Regions from separate parts of the Ovis aries genome. Here region 1 is linked to region 2. Evidence: chromatin contacts called from public Hi-C data. All regions are on one chromosome and are shown on one strand. The core of a region is the stretch at or near the end of the contact, and the rest is flanking DNA. Distances in the headings are between cores, read along the strand shown. Region 1 overlaps RORA (RAR related orphan receptor A). Region 2 overlaps RORA (RAR related orphan receptor A).

What was found. Hi-C and Micro-C count contacts between places; a contact is called where the count stands out from the background.
Region 1: a contact with region 2 is called in a Hi-C map of blood, with 2.9 times the contacts expected there. The contact joins two enhancer-like sites. A contact is called at or near these places in 2 of 16 Hi-C or Micro-C datasets (both in blood).

What each region holds. Positions count from the first base shown.
Region 1 is chr7:47,781,974-47,784,894 of ARS-UI_Ramb_v3.0, reverse strand. The region is part of intron 3 of RORA (RAR related orphan receptor A); the gene reads right to left. Among named protein-coding and RNA genes, the nearest start is that of ICE2, 110 kb to the left of the region's middle. Within about 2 kb of position 1,529, at least 2 of the 54 cell types and tissues checked have an H3K27ac peak or open chromatin away from gene starts, as enhancers often do.
Region 2 is chr7:47,495,595-47,498,910 of ARS-UI_Ramb_v3.0, reverse strand. All of the region lies in intron 2 of RORA (RAR related orphan receptor A), which reads right to left. Among named protein-coding and RNA genes, the nearest start is that of ICE2, 390 kb to the left of the region's middle. Within about 2 kb of position 1,855, at least 4 of the 54 cell types and tissues checked have an H3K27ac peak or open chromatin away from gene starts, as enhancers often do.

The DNA.
Region 1 (2,921 bases), core at 280-2,779, 290 kb before region 2:
ATTTTGCCATTTTAGAGCCTGGGCACTGGCGGATACAAGCAGGGTGCTCAGGGTTTCAGAAACACCATCTTGTAAATAGGAAACATTTGCAAGCTTTCAGGGCCCTAAAACCTGTACTTTGTTGCTGGAAAAAAAGCAACATAGAAAAAAGTCATCACTGTTTCCACTGGAGTCGGCCTTGACTTCTGCAGCACAATCCTCAGCCTGCCCCCACTGAGTGGTCACCATGCTGGTGGGACCCAGCCCGGTGGCTCACTGAGGGCTAGAAAGCCAGAGAAACTGGTTTCCTCTTTCTGATAGAAACCCTGAGCAAGATTTCTGCAGAAGAGGAATATGGTCCTCTCCCGTTTGGGCCATTTCAGGTAACAGACTGGGAGTCTGACCACTTGTTCCTGCCCACTAGTTGATAGAAAAGCCAGAAATAAACTATCTGAAATGTGTCAATAACATGCACACTACGGCAGAAATTACTCATAGTGGGCACCTCTTCCACTTTGAAAGGAGACTTCAGTGGCCTCAGAAAGAAAGTGTCTGCTTACCTTAATAACCCTGACATTCTAAGTATCCTTACCTCACAAGGACGAGGAGAGGGTGAGACCAGAGCAGCAGTTTTCAAACATGTGAGCTCCTCAGTCCCCAAGGGGAGCTTTTACAAGTTCAAATTCCTTGGCCTCAGCCCAGACCATCAGAATCAGAAGCAAGCAGGTAGTGATGGAGACTGGGCATTTATTTTTTAAATGTTTCTCAGCTAACTGTGAAGATTGATGATATTTGAGAACCACTGAAGGGTTGGAGGACTCCACTGCCCAACTGCGCTCTGATAGCAAGAGGGAAGTTTTGCAGAGAGAACGAAAACCATCTGAATTGGCAACACCTGAGACACCTTTTAAATACTCACCTTCCCGGCTGAGACCAGGCTGACGCAATCAGGGTCTCCCCAGGAATTTACCTTTGTAACTCTCCGGGTTATGGGTTGCTCTCAAAAGTTTCAGAGCCACTGCTTGGGCAGGATTTTAGAGCTACTCTGTGGCTTATTTGGAAGGAAATCATGTTCACATGTAAACTGAAGGACTAACTTTATCCAATTACATTAATGTTTCATTGCATGTTGCAAAGTCTTTGTTATAAATGGCGTGGAGCTCAGAAACTACAAACCTATAAGCTCAGTAGTCTTAGAGCAGCTTTCCCTGGTTAAGCATGGCTGCCAGTTTCTCAGTACATGTCTTTAAATGCTGATTCATGGCTTAAGATGGGGAGGGAGGTATCTTTGTTCTATTATGAAATCACACGGGTGGCACCTGAATAACGCAGCACACAGTAGGCACTTCATAAATATTTGCTGAGACAAATTCAGTTTGTTATTTATATCCAGAGTTCTACTGAAGATATGACATGAGATAAAGAAAAGATAAAAATAAAAAAACCCAATGACTGAAAAATGAAAATAACATTCTGTGAAAAAGAGGATATTTCTCATGTGGTGAAAGAATCACACTTCTGGGTGGCGCAGTTTGAAAAACGGTCTGCTTTGAGACTGATCTGAGACTTAACCACAAGTCTTCACTTCTGAACCACTACCTTATTTCTATGATGAAAAAGTTTAAACAGTATGTTTTCCTGGCTTTTTTTTTTTTTAATTCCCTTCCTTCTGTTTCATGTAAAGATGAAATTTCATCTTTCCGGTAGGAACAAGCCAGCACTGTCATCCTTTAAAATCCTGGTGATTATCTTTGTGATCACTCTGGTTATCACGGCTCAACTCAGAAACCTCGACTACTTGAGCAATGCAAAATTCACGTAAACTTGCATTCTCCCCTCTTCCCATAGCACCAGTGACAAATGATATTTAAGGAAATAGAAAAATCAATACTTATTTCTTTGATTCCGATACAGAAACCGGATTGTTTCATAACTGTTTCACACTCAACAGACCACAGAAATCTAAGCACACATTTCATTTGCATTATTTATCCTAAAAATGACACAAATGAATGCTTACCTCTACTTCGTGCAGTGTTTTAAAGCATATGTGATATAATGTTATATACACCTGTGTAATAAATTGCTCAATTTCTTTGGCAAATTGTGTATACTTAGGTGAGCAGGATGCTATAGCACTAAATCTTCAGAAACAAAACAGGTTAATAGATGTGCATCCACTGATAAACTGCTTTATTGCCAAAAACAGCTACAGTAGTTTACTTCTAAGTGTCTCCCTTTTTTGAAAACAAACAAAAAACTCCCAAAGCTTTAGATTTAAAAAAGGAAAATGTTGGATTTCTCTGATCAAGATGACTGACAATCTCTATTTTTAAAAAATATTTAATGGTTGGGGAATAGAATTAAGTTTGAAATTCTTTTCTTTTTTTTTAAAAAAAAGGATTACCACGGAAGTCATAATAATTGTTTACTCACAAACCAAATATCACTTAAATATTTACAGTTAACATGGAGCCAAATGAAATTTTATAAATCATCTTTCATCTAAAGTTGTTTAAAAATATACCCTTACTTTCTTCAAGAAAACTTTAAAATTTTATTATCTGTACTACAGATACATTCCTATTACCCATGCACAACAATAAATTACACTTTTGAATCTGATGTAGAATGCCCCACAGCAATCGAGAAAATACCTTCAACCTTTGACCTTCTCCACTAGCCTGATGGGAAATTCATTGGCACCATTACCGCTTTCAGCGTTCCAAGGGAAAGTACCCACTAGAGGGCAGCCTTATCTCAGCTCTTGACACTGGAGAAAAACACCTCAGAAATGCTCCAAATGTTCCTTTATTTTTTCAATATCCTTGATTTTCTTGGATATTTAATATCAACTTCAGTTCATGTAAAAGTATTTCTAAGTAGGTCAAAAGTCCACTTCCAAAAATTACAGTGGCATCACAAAGGCCATTCATGACATG
Region 2 (3,316 bases), core at 606-3,105:
CACATATGTCCTCTCCTTCTTGAACCTCCTTCCCACATTTCATCTTCCTTTTTAAAGTGCTTGTTTCTGCTTTTTCCATTCCATTCCCCCTACCACCTCCCTGGGCCCTCATCCACGGTGCTTGGACACTGGCAGAGCCTCCTCACCAACATTCCTTCCTTCTTCCAATCCACCCCCCACTGACGACAAGTGGAGAGTTCCCCCAGCACCAGCTTCTTTTAATGCCGTTCCCTGCTGGAGGACCTTCACTAGCTACCCACGGGCTGCAGGACAGTGTTCAAATTCCTTCTCTTGGCAGACAGGAGCCTCTACATTCTGGCCTCAACTTAGTTTTCTAGGCACTAAAAATAAGAGGTTTTGTTGTTGCTGTTGTTTTTCAACCTTCCGTTTATGGGACACTTCTATACTCCTGAAACAGCATTAAGCACTTCATCTGAGTTAGTTCTCAGGAGAGTCCTATGAAGCCCTCTTATGTTCACTTCGCAGACGAGAGAATGAGGCCGGCAGAGAAGAAGGAACTAGAGAAGGCTGTACGTTTAGTCAGTGGCGGCTTCAGTATTTCAACCCAGGTCTTATGATACTAAAGGGGCTTCCCAGGTGGTGCTAATGGTAAAGAACTTGCCTGCCAGTGCAGGAGACATAAGAGATGCAGGTTCAATTCCTGGGTTGGGAAGATCCCTTGGATGAGGGTATGGCAACCCTCTCCAGGATTCCTGCCTGGAGAAAACCATGGACAGAGGAGCCTTAGGGTCTACAGTTCCTGGGGTTTCAAAAAGTTGGACACGACTGAAGCAACTTAGCACACACTTAATGATATTAAAGCTCACGCTCATAACCACCTCTCACCATGGCCCTTCTGCTAGGTTCAGCCTCTCCTGTACGCTGTCCTCTACACAGTCCTAGGGCTGCCACCTCCTTTTCACTCCGCCCTCTTTGTTCATTTCCTGCTTCTTTTAGGAAGCTCCATTCCTAGGGTGTGCTCCCCAAATTTTCAAACCCAAGGATCACTCAGGCAGGAGATGGGGTTCTGACTCCCACCACCTGCTGTTCAGCCCCAGGGAGATGGAGAGAGGGGCGTCCTCACAGGGCCACTGGGTGAATCCCCCCACTCCTTCTCATAGAGATCCCTGGTCCTTTCCCCCTAGCTCCCCTCAATTGTCTTCCCTCACGATGCCATTCTTGACACCTCCCTGGCCTCTGCTGGGTCGAGTTCTAGCTGTTTGATAACGCATTCTCTTTCCGTAGTTACATAGATGATCTTGCAAGGACAGTCATATGTATTTTTGTACCTTAAGTAGCCAGTTCAGTTCCTAGCACATAGAAGGAACAGCAGAATCACCAATTTAAATTAAATAGAAATGTGTCTGCCTAAGCAAAAATTTGCTTCAAATTCCTAAGTGGAAAAGCCAATAAAGGTTTCTTTCCCCGCCCCCCCAGCCCGCCCCCTCCACTACAAGTCCAGTAAAAGCCTTATTATAAAGGAATGGTGAAGTATCATTTTACAAGTTGCTGCCACGAGCATATATACATGCACGCATGAATGCACATGTGCGTACAAACACACACACACACACACACACACACACAGAAGCTGAGAGAAGCTGGTGCTTGGTGGCAAAGTGCAGAAAAGAAGATAAGATCACCAGGCTGCAGAAGAAGGTGAGTCACATGATGATGTGGGTAACCCCAAGCACACACGATATCCTCGGCAAGGCCTAGCTCAAATCTAACCACATCATCTTTTCATGAAGCAGATATGAAAAAAATACGACTAAAACAATTACACAAAAGGTGGTTTAATACTTCTTGCCTCGATGGTATCAAAGCTACTGACTCTGGGGCTACACTTGGGGAAACAACTCTCTGAGATAAGGAGATGAACTATCTGTTCAAGAGAAGGCACAGGAAGCCGAGGGGACCAGGCAACACATAATGAAACAGCTTGCGGCCAACACGCCATCTAAACCCAAGTGTCCTCAGGCGGCATGGGTTGTGTAAGCAGAGGAAGCCGAACCCACCCTTGTCTCAAAGTGAAGACTTTGTGGGTGACGATCTCTGTGCGTGTGTGTGTCCTCACCACACATGATGGCTGAAGTGAAATTCATAGCTCCCCCACCTGTGGCTGAGATGGATGTAAAAGGAAAAGGTTGCAAAGGTGAGATTGTTGTCATGCAGCAGCCTCGAAGTCCCTTGCTGGTGTGTGACTTGCTTGCTGAATGGCTAGTGGCCCATGAATGCAAACTGAGATACCAGCATGGACAGATCAGGATGCTGATATCCTGGTATCCTGACGTAGTTAAGTCTGAATTCTCCGAGGGACAGATGATGGTCTTTCTCCTCTTTGAAGCTTGACTAATACCTGGCCCGTGTTTTATGGCAACATGGTTTCCTTTATCAGACTTCACTCTTCTCCAGTTCCCCAAGTAATCTTTGAATGATTGGGAAGTCTCCCACAACTAAAGAATGTGCCAGCTGTGATGGGCTGCAGGGCATTTAGACCCCAAGCTTTACAGGCTAAAAGAGTAGCTACTGAATCCCAGCTCTGCATCAGTCCTTTGGGGCAAGTTACTTAGCCTATATCTCAGCTTTCTCATATATAAAATGGGAATAACAGAAACTTTCTCCAAGTTAAGTCTCCTTTAGGAAATATGAGTTAATTCCTGAAAAGTACATAGCACTTTAACTTTTTTTTTTCTCATGAGCACAAAGTTAGACCTTACTAAATGGAGCTATAAATATTACCACCATCATTATAAACCATTCAAACTCTTCTGAGGTCGAGAGGAGGATCTGTAGGTCCAGAGTTGGTGATTTATTCCCAGGCAATTACTCTTGAGTGATCCAGTAGTTATTGCCCGTGCTAGATAATGACCAGATTGAAGGTGGTAACACTTGTAAGTGTCTGAGTCAGGGGCAGAACTCGGATCTACTGATTCACAGGCCAGAGCCTGAACCTATGTACCACGCTGGCACCACGTACTGTTGAATTTCTCATTGAGTGGTCACTTTTTTCCAACCAGGTCTTAAGCCTGTACCTTAAGTAGGCACCTTCTACTTCTGAAGTTTCTCCAGGGTGCACACATCATATGTGCTGGATAAATGCTTGTTAGCCAGCTGATTGTTTGCAAAGATCACAACTGATTTTCAAGGCAACACGTTTCTCCCCTATAGCACTATGTCCTCATCATTTTGGAAAACTCATCCAAGGAGGAGTTGTGTTAATGTGCATCAGAGGGAAACATTCCACCCTGTTTTGGAAGACAGCTATAGCTTGGTCCAGATTGCAGGCACAATAATTAGAGACACTTGTAATTTG